3 separate regions of the Sus scrofa genome follow, and regions 2 and 3 are each linked to region 1. Evidence: chromatin contacts called from public targeted proximity ligation data. All regions are on one chromosome and are shown on one strand. The core of a region is the stretch at or near the end of the contact, and the rest is flanking DNA. Distances in the headings are between cores, read along the strand shown. Region 1 has its middle 73 kb from the start of CDC42EP3. Region 2 has its middle 4.8 kb from the start of RMDN2. Region 3 has its middle 33 kb from the start of RMDN2.

Evidence for each region.
Region 2: a targeted proximity ligation map of alveolar macrophages shows a contact between it and region 1. A contact is called at or near these places in 2 of 47 Hi-C or Micro-C datasets (embryonic fibroblasts and liver) and 1 of 2 datasets of targeted methods (alveolar macrophages).
Region 3: a targeted proximity ligation map of alveolar macrophages shows a contact between it and region 1. A contact is called at or near these places in 2 of 47 Hi-C or Micro-C datasets (embryonic fibroblasts and fibroblasts) and 1 of 2 datasets of targeted methods (alveolar macrophages).

What each region holds. Positions count from the first base shown.
Region 1 is chr3:102,609,976-102,613,455 of Sscrofa11.1, reverse strand. No RefSeq gene overlaps it. Among named protein-coding and RNA genes, the nearest start is that of CDC42EP3, 73 kb to the right of the region's middle.
Region 2 is chr3:102,310,416-102,313,895 of Sscrofa11.1, reverse strand. No RefSeq gene overlaps it. Among named protein-coding and RNA genes, the nearest start is that of RMDN2, 4.8 kb to the right of the region's middle.
Region 3 is chr3:102,338,233-102,341,712 of Sscrofa11.1, reverse strand. No RefSeq gene overlaps it. Among named protein-coding and RNA genes, the nearest start is that of RMDN2, 33 kb to the right of the region's middle.

The sequences.
Region 1 (3,480 bases), core at 401-2,900:
CTTAATACAATACAGGTCTATAGGGACCCATAGAGTTTTCAAAGCAAGCCCCAGTGTGTTTCCACTAGTGATGTTCATTTCTTTAAGGAATGTGGTTTGTCCTTAGTGACTCATAGCCACGACTTTTACTGATTCTTTTTTGAAGTGTCAGATGTGGTGAGTTGCCTGGGTCTAGAAAGAGTTTGGTACATAGGTTTGAGCTTCATAGGCTATTTCTCATGGGAAAGTCATTTGATGAGACTGAAGATGAAAGATTGCCCCGTCAGCTGTTTTAGGCCATACACAGATGGAATGAAGTAGGGAAGTCAGGGTGTGTGCATTTGTCATAATATTGAGTCCAGATAATTTAATATTAATTTCCTGTCTTATAGTTGGTGGAGAATAGGGAGTGGTAAGGTCAAAGGTGATCAGAAATCCTAAAGTATTTGTTAGTTCTGATAGTATAACCATTAACCCAACAAATTACTTGGGTTACTGTATTTAGTGTGTCCTTATAGACTTTGGAAAGGAGGCAGAAGAGAGACAGAGACAGAGAGACAGAAAAAAACAGATTCAGTGTTTCTGGCTACCCAAAAATAAAATCTCTATGGGGTAGACAAATAAGATTTGACTGGGGTAATTCATCTTTTATGTTTCAAGCCAAAGTGAACAGAATCCATAGACTTAGTGGCTGCAACTAAACAGGATTTGTGTGTATGTTTTTTAAAAATTAATTTCCTAAACTTTGGACCCCATCGTTGGAAGGAATTTTCAGAGACTTAATCTTTTCCCTGACCCCCTCTTAGGTAACTCAGTCACAACTGGCTGTTGACTATTTACTTTTTTTTTTATTTCCTAGGTGTTTTTCATTTTAGTAATTAAAATGAGGTTGGATAGATTACTTGGAAACGTTAAAATAGAACAATGATCATTCTAAATTGTAGCAATTGCTTGATTAAGCACGGATTGAAGATTTTGTGGTACGTTCGACTCATTCATATTTATTTCTCCTGGTTTCCCCCCCCCCCAACTTTGACTATTTTACTAGTTATGAAAATAAAGAGGGAAACAAACAAACAAAAAAATAGAAGTGAACCCATTCTGCATTGCCAAATGATCTGGTGGTTTGGGTGGGTAAACAAGGGACTTGAAAAGGCGAAATAATGCATCCATATTAGTGATAATGAACACACAGACACACACACAGACACACACACACACACTCACCCTTAAATCTCCAGTTAGGACAGACCTTGCCCTAACATCTCAGCACCTCCTTGGCTTTTCATATTTACTTTTAATTCATTCAAGATACTTTGCCGTTTCCAGTCTGCTAAGGCTTGGTATGTCCCTTGGGAAAGTAAATGACAAAAGACCACATGACTGTGGAGGGTAAACACTGCTGAAGGCTGCAGCTGCTGCTTAAAGGGTAATGTGCGGGCTGGTTAGAAGACAAGGCAGTATGTGGAGGAGAGGTTAGAGTAAGAAGAAACAAATTCTGCTCCTTCCCATTGCCTACATTTAGGTCTTCCAGGAAGCAGACACTAGGACAGAATTAGAAATGCATGACTTTTTTGAGGGGGAGGTGGAGGGAAGAGGCAGGGGAGGGAAGAGGAGACAGTGGGGAGGGCCTCAGGTCATGATGCAAATGTGACATATGAAGGCAGAGCAGGAAGGAAGAAGAATTGCGTGGTTAGAGCTTCGGACTGTGGGGCAACTCTGAGAAAGTCTTGGCTAGTTTATGGGGAGCCCTAAAGTAACAGATCCCACTAGAGAAATTCCTCCATTGGGTAGGAATGCCTGGCTTTAGTCTGCCTCCTACCCCACAGTTTATCATTGGCTAGGAGCTGCTCTGGAAACCGTGGGCTTGATATGAATGCTACAATGGATTTCAGAGCTTTGCAAATTGAAGCCAGACAGTTTAATACACTTCTCACTTAAAAATCTCTCTTAAAGGGAGATCTGAGCAGCACCTCTCATGGCTGCCATACCCATGACTCACATTAGTGTCAAAGGTCAAAAGAGGCAAAGACAGTTGAATCTAGTCTTGGATATATGCACCCTGCTATTGTCTCCCCACCTCCCTACTTTCCCTGCCCACTATAGACAATTACAGGAACCAAAAAATTAAGTTACAGTGCTAAGACTTTTCTTTCATCTCCCAAAATTCTAAGACATCTTGCAAAAGTTAGCTTGACCCAGTTCAGTTTCTTCCAGCTATGATATGTGGTCCAAAATCTATCTCTAACAATCTGCAGCATGCTGACTCAACTTGACAGAGACAGAAGCCTCTTGGCAGAAAGGAGTACTATCTCACTTCTCAGATCTGTATGGAAAGGGAAATTGATTCACTGATATTTTCATTCCTTTTTTTTTTTTTTTTTTTTTTTTTGGTGGCGCTGCTTTTAAGTGCTGGAGAATGTTGGTTTTTTATGACTCAAAAGCATAGTTTGTTTTTTTTTTGAAGGTGAAGCGTTAGTTTTAAGAATGGAAGAGAGTTAATCTCTCCTTGTTTCACAGTTTAAGTATGAAAATTGATTACACAGAGCAGGTGGTCCAGAATATTACAGTGAGGGAGCAGGACAGGAGTGCAAGTAAATCACAAGCCAAAAGGTAGTTTCTGAACACCACTCCTTAGGTAAATGCAGCTTTGCAAGGAGCCTTTCAGAATTAGGCTTCTTAAGTTCAGTTGAATCTGCTCATTTATTTTGACCAACATGTTCCCAGCTCCTTCTCATATTTTGTGTCTCTAGGTCTAGATAATAAGATTATCTTCACATGAGCGATAAATCGGAGGCTGACAAGTCACAGGCTCAAAGGGACATGAAATTTTACCTTCAGATTAACAAGGTCTCTCCCATAGTTTCAGCTTTTCCAGATGCAAATTCCAGAGATACTCCATAGGCAACCTCTCTGGCTATAGCACATGCAGGCATCCAAGGAACAGGTGATGCAGTTGATGCAAGAAAGATGGCTAAGCTTAAGCAGAGAAGGGATGGTGGAAGTGGGTGTTAGTGGAGGTTGGAAACCTTTGCAGGGAATCTATTCTATATGTTAGGCTTCCTGCTGCTCCTCTAAGCCGAGCTCCCTGGGGAAGTGATATCTAGAAAATAAAGGAGAGACAAAATTTGCTTAATTTATTTTAAACACACTGCTTGATTTCTTATAAGCTATTTTCATCTCTTTAAGATAAAGTTATATAGTCATGTCCTTTGCTTGCTACTGATTTCATTTTTATTGACAGCATGGTGGAAATCAGTGGTTGCAATGGCTTTCAAAATTGCTTTGGGGGAAAGCCCAGAAATAAATTGAAGCACCTATGGTCAACTAATGGAAGAAAAATAGTTGCTTCAGTGGTGCTAGGAAAACTGGAAAGATACATGTGAAAGAATGAAAGCACAAAAGTAAACTGAAAATGGATTAAAGACCTAAATATAAGGCTGGATAATATAAAACTCCTAGAGGAAAACATAGGCAGTGTTCTCTTCAACATAAATCACA
Region 2 (3,480 bases), core at 341-2,840, 300 kb after region 1:
TTGTCTTCTTAGTTACAAGTGCTACCTAAAAGATTTAGTGGGCCTTGCAAAGCAGAAACCAGTGACACTAAAATATTTTAAGTATACATATATTTTGAAAGCATTCCAAACCCTGGATAGTATAATTCTGACAAGAAAAGTACTTTGATAAACAGAGCTGGCTTTAGGCAATATTTACGTATATGAGTTGATGTCAACATTTCTATCTAATTGCAGAAATTTCATTTCTCCCTTTTCAGCTTCCCTATAATTCCATGTTCCATGACCAATGGGACTTTGTCCCTTTAAGCTACCTTACTTGGAGTGAGCCAATTAAAACGATTTTTTTAAAGCATTCACATAGACTGGTCACATATGTGCAAAGTTGCCAAAGCTTCTGGTTGAAAAATGGAAAAATTCAGATACCTAGGTATTTTAATTTATCCATCAATCTATTTATTCATTCAAGTATTATATTACTGAACACCAAGTACTGACGGTAGAAAAATGAATAAAACATGGCCCCTGCTTTTAAGATGTGTTGCCCAAAACTTAGAAATTATAAATTTATATCATTATCTTTCAATGCTAGGACTTTACCTATCAAGCCTACCCAGGCATTGTTTAATTCTCTAGGAAAATGTCCTTACATATTAATTTACTCGTGGGTCCAGGCTTGGGATGCTGCTAAATACCTCACAACAGAGAATTCTCTCTGCAACAAATAATTCTCCAGTTCAAAAAAATCAATAGTACCGTAGTTGAGAAACTCTCTAAAGAGATGAAAAGCCACTATCTGGGGAAATCAGGAGACCTTGTCCTCAGGGAGAGCAGTTTCAGTGCAATTTTAGTGGTTTCTGCAGTGAGCTGATAAGTGGGTAAGGAGCCAGGAAGCAAAGCTTGTGAGTGGAAATTTTTCTCTTAAATTTTTTGATAGTGATGGATGTGAGATATGGTAGTACCACGAGAGGTGGCAGACAGTGTTTTTAGAAGGATAACAGGTGGTACCAAAATATTTTAAAGTGTTTGGATCAACTGAAAATTTCACTTTTTGAAGCCATAACCTAAGCCACAGTAGCAATATATTATTTTGATGAAAGATCTTTACAGGTTCTACTTCTTAAAAAAAGGAGAAATAATGATACCTAATTATGGTCTCCATAGTTGCAAACATTTAGCAGAAGAAAATAATGGAAAGTGCCTTTGTGTCTAAAGTTGGATTTTCAAAATTAAATGCTTTATGAAAAAATTTTGAAGCTATTATCACTCTGTAAAATTTCTGTATGTAAATAATGAAATTATTCAAATTTAGTTTGTTGACATTTTTTTCATTTATGAAATACAAACACTTCCTGATTTGTGTTTCCTGTACCACGAGTGCCTAGCCAGTAATTATGTCCAGAAGAAAAGTTCCTCCCAGGACCCTTCTGTTTGAGAAATAGGAGGTTTCTATTACTAAGAGAAGGAACATTACTGTCAGAATTGCCTTTTTGTTTGTTTGTTTTAAGGAGCAGTGAAAGGGTTATTTTGTTTCATGTGGGGAAGTCAAAGAGCCCTATGGCTGAATGGGTAGTTCACTTATTGCTAGAAACCTGGCAGAGGCTGGTAAGTAGACGTCATTGCTAGAGCATGGGTCTCTCTTTCCATTGGACAGTTAGTTATTAGCTGCAGCAGCTGGTGAGGTCAAGGTTACTTTTTTTTTTTTTTAAGTGGAAGCAGCCAAGGCCATAGCAATGGATAGAGATTTACTGACATCAGCAGTTCTGAGTTAGAATTCATCTGAAAACCATAGAGCATATTATCATATGGCTTATGAAGGATTTTATGGAGTTATTTAGGAAACAAACCACACTTTATATATGATTAATTTCATAGTAAGATATATTCCTAGTTCTAAAAAAAATTAAACTACAATTTTGTTGTTGTTGTTGTTTCTGCAGCATGTGAAAGTTCCCTGGCCAGGAATCCAACCCAAGCCATAGCCGTGGCAGTGCCAGATCCTTAACTCACTGAGCTGTCAGGAAACTCCAACAATTATTTTTGGTAACAATACAAATGGTTTAGTCACTTGCTTTATGAGCTTTCTTCTAAAATTATTACAGTGGCAAATTTAATCTTTTTCTAGATTCACTTCTCTGAATGAGGGTCTAAATATATGTCTTAATTTTAAGATAAGACTACAACTTTAATAAACTGGAAAAAGTTTTAACAGTGGCACATTAATTAATGTGTCTTTATTGCATCAGGACAGTGATTGTCTCTATATTGATTTGCATACTATTGAATCTCCTGAAAGAGATATTGATCCTAAAGGGAAAAAATTTTTTTCATTGGATAGTCTGAGGATACTGGGTCTGGGAAATGGCCAACCCCAATTTTTCCTTGGAGAAACTTCACAAGATTGACTTACTACCCAAGTCCTAAATGCAATCTTCTGTTCTAATTTTTTTGCTTGTAATTAAAACTATTCAGAGTTCCCGTCTTGGCGCAGTGGAAATGAATCTGACTAGGAACCATGAGGTTGCGGGTTCAATCCCTGGCCTCACTCAGTGGGTTAAGGATCCGGCATTGCCGTGAGCTGTGGTGTAGGTCACAGATGCAGCTCAGATCTGGCGTTGCTGTGGCTCTGGCATAGGCCGGCAGCTGTAACTCTGATTGGACCCCTAGCTTGAGAACCTCCATATGCTGTGGATGCAGACCTAAAATGACAAAAAGACAAAAAAAAAAAAACAAAAAAACAAAAAAAAACAAACTATTCAGTTATTTTAACTCAGTTGTATATACATATGCGGTAACAATATTTTGTCTAACTGACAAACATTTGCCATTTTTTTCAATCTACCACAAACAATGAAACTGACCTTGGCTTATGAAATTAACATATATACTGTCAAGGATGTCTCTGAAGGTTTTCTCGCAAGATAAATGAAGAGTGCAGAAGGGAGCGGCAAAGTGATTTTTGCTTTGAATTTGTTGAGTTCCATTTTAGAGTGTATCCAAAACTGTTCTTTGAACAAGTTAACTATAGAAACTCAGTGTAAGAACGTGACTTACAAAATCTCCTGCAGTTTCAGAAGAATCTTCATTCCTGTCTTGACGAGTCACCAAAAAACTGCTGATAATCATTGACCAAGGTTAGTATTAATCAGGCAATATATATGCCTTTCTGGAAATGACATCGAACAAAAACTTACTTTTTCTAACAAAATAGCAAGTTTCTAAAGAATTCTATACTCTAAAGAGGTAGTTTTACTTTTAACAAACTGATTCCACATTGAATTGCTAAATCATATTACATAAACATTGTTGCTAACTTCTCTTTTTTACATCTTTTAAAACTACCATTTAAGAATCATTCAGTACAGGAGTATTGGGTTAACTATTTTATTGTATTTATGTGATTAATAATTTATTACACTAATTGCTTAGTCCTGTGGAAATAGTTACTAAACTTATCCTCCTGCCTTTCTCAAAGAAAGCATTTTTTTCCCCTTGGAAGGT
Region 3 (3,480 bases), core at 338-2,837, 270 kb after region 1:
GGCAACAGGAAGAGGGCTAGGAGCATCAACCATCAAGAGGAAGAATGATAACACCAGCTAGCTTATTTAATCTTTACAGTTGCCAACATTTTCAATACAGTAGCTGATATTCATTGAACACATAGTTATGGGGTTAGGGGACACCTCCATGTAGTCACTGTTCTGGACCCTGGGGATATAGGGAGAAAAGACAAAGTCCCTGACTTCATGATGCTTTTCTAGTGGAGGAGATAAGCAATAGACAAATACACATATAATAGAAGCCAACTAGTGCAGTGGACATTTCTCATTCTTTTCAGCTGCCCAGAATCCACTATTTTAGAAGAAGCTTACAACCTGACTAGCCATAAATTTCATCATTTTAATTTGTACTTCCTTGATTGTTAACAATGCCAAACATTTAACAAACTCATAGACTATTTTTTCTTTTGTGAATTATTTGCTCTTGGTCAATTTTTAATTGGAAATCCACCTTTTCCTTATTTATTTGTAGGAACTATTTATATATTAGAGATATGAAAATTTATTGTATACTTGCAAAGTCTTCCTAATTTTCCATTTGCTTTTAAAGATAGTTTATCTTTAATTTTTAACATGTTAGACTTTTTTGAGAAGCTGGTTCTGTGCTATGTATTTAAAAAATTTCTACTGGATATAGGACCTTTTTATTATATTTGGAATTTGTTACTGCTCAAACAAGGTAGTAATACATGTATATTTATTTTCTGAGTATTTTCTGAAACCTCTTTTATGTTATTTTCTTTTCCACAGATTCTCTTTGGTTTGTGGTGTAGACAGTCATACCATTTGAAAATAATCATTTTCATCCTCCTTTTTTCTACACCTCCCCCATTCTATTTAGGTGGCTAGAACCTCCCCCTCATTGTTAAAATAGCATCAAGATGGCCAACTTCTTACAGTCTTTGTGACCTTTAACATGACAGGCCCTATTTTTCCACTATTGCACATGCTATAGAGTGTTGGGCCTACATTAATGTTCTATCACTTATAAAGAAGTAATCTTTTTTTTTTAAAAAAAAAAAAGAGTTCTTCTTTAGCTCAGTGAGCATGAAACACCTATTTGACATCCCAGAGGGGATGCAGAGTTGGCAGTTGGCTATTAGAATCTGGAGTCCAGGGCAAAGCCAGAGCTGGAAGCATGTGGGATTCCTCAGTACACAGAGGGACTTTATCATCATGACACTCAGGAGTGAGTGTGGCTGGAGGAGAGGGGCCTCAGGAGGGAGCTCTGGGGAGCTCAGGATGACAGGATGGAGAGATTACAAAGAGGAAGAGGATGTAGCAAGGGAATTACAAAATAGGAAGAAAACCCAGCCTACTGTGTCCTGGGAGCCAAGGAAAGAAAAAGATTCCACAGTGACCCTAGGAGGCTTCCAGAGGATGCTTGTATTCAGCAGGCAGAGAGACCGAGGCTCAGAGGGGCCTGGCCTCCCTGTTTCAGGGCTCAGCCCCATACCTCTTCCAGGAGAGGAAGCCCTGAGTCCAGAACATGCTTTGCTCTGCACAGGACAGACAGCAGTGTGGCCACACACAGGCCCGGCCCCTTTCTCTGTGAAAAGAGCCCATTGTAACTTCCTTAAGAAGGAAACACCTCCATCACTGAAGGAACACTATTCGCTTCCTGTTAGAACAGCCTGACTTAGAATCAAGCTCAGTGCCAGCCCCACGCCCATAGGGAGCAATGAAGGAAAGAGGGGGAAGGAGCAGGCAGACGCGTGCTTCAGGGCTGGGTTTGCAGGAGAGCTTGGTGCGCACGGGGGCTGCAGGCTGCAAACCCAGCCTCGCTCAATTGGAAACTCTCCTCTCCCCTCCATAGGTCTGTCCTCTCAAAGGCCTGAGAAGTGACATAAAGGCAGGCAGTCTGGCTGCTTAGTGGCTGCAGTAGGTTAACCCTTAGATGCCTGCCAGACCTTTGGAGGAAGGCCAACACCAGTCATTCTTTCACTTATTCAGCAACTCTTTGCTGAGTACCTACTTTGTGCTAGACTTGAGCTGTGCATGGAGACACCTCGGTCAAAAAGACAGACGTGTTTCACACACACACACAGACACCTCACCCTGCCTCAAACTTAGAGTCTAGTGGGAGAAATTAAACAAACCACACAAATGCCACTAAAATCACAAATTCCATAGGCCTATAAGGGAATGTTCCTGGGGGCATAGGATGGTGCCCCTGATGGAGGCCAGGAGGGAATTCCTGCCTGAGAATGTGATAGGATCTGTAAAAGCAGGAGGGAGGGGGCAGGGGACGGGACTCTGCCCCCTGTGCTTTTAGAAGCTGGCCAGTGAGTTATGTCAGGACGATGATGCTTTAGATCCCCAAAGCCCAGATCAAATAGCAGAGCATGGAAACAGGGCAGTTGCTCCTGTCCTGAATGGAGAAACTGCCTGAGGCTGCCTAGAGCTCCTGGTGTGGAGGGTTTCGTCCCTTGGGGCACCAACTTGGGGACCAGTAGCCACTGCCGTGAGACATCCAGGGTTCCTAAGGCAGAAAGGACAACACTTACCATCATCAGCAGAAATGTGTTTTTAAAAAATCATCAGAATCTTTTGTTTAAAAAAAGAGCAGAGGATCTTTTTTTTCTATTTTAGCTCTATGTTTAAGTTTTTGAGGAAACTCCATGCTGTTCTCCATAGTGACTGCACCAATTCACATTCCCACCAACATGTCACAGGATTCCCTTTCTCTACAATCTCACCAACACTTGCGATCTTTTGGGTTTTTTGATAATAGCCACCTTGACAAGTGGGGGGTAATATCTCTTTGTGGGTTTTGTTTGCATTTCCCTGATGATTAGAAATGCTTAAGCACCCTTCGGCCATTTGAATTTCTTCTCTTGATAAGTATATATATATATATATAGAGAGAGAGTATATATATATATATAAGTATATATATATAAGTATATATATATATATATATATATATATAGAGAGAGAGAGAGAGAGAGAAAGAGAGAGAGAGAAGATATTTCAATAAACTTTTTTTTTTAAAAAAAAAAAAAAAGGAGAGGCGTTCTCTTGTGGTGCGGTATAGCACTCCGGATGGATACTGTGATGCAGGTTTGATTCCTGGCCCTGGAACTTCCACAAGCTGTGGGCATGGTCAAAAAAAAAAAGGGAGTTCCCACCATGGCTCAATGGTTAACGAATCTGACTAGCATCCATGAGGACCCAGGTTCGATCCCTGGCCTCTCTCAGTGGGTTAAGGATCCGGTGTTGCTGTGAGCTGTGGTGTAGGTCACAGATGCGGTTCGGATCTCACGTTGCTGTGGCTGTGGCGTAGGCACAGCTCCAATTCGGCCCCTAGCCTGGGAACCTCCGTATGCCACATGTGTGGCCCTAAGAAGCAAAAAAAAAAAAAAAAAAAAAAAAAAGTGGAGAGCAAGGAGAATGTCTTTGCCTCTTGCGCAAGTCAAGGGAGACTTTCCGTAAGGCTTCTTCAGGCTTGTGACCATC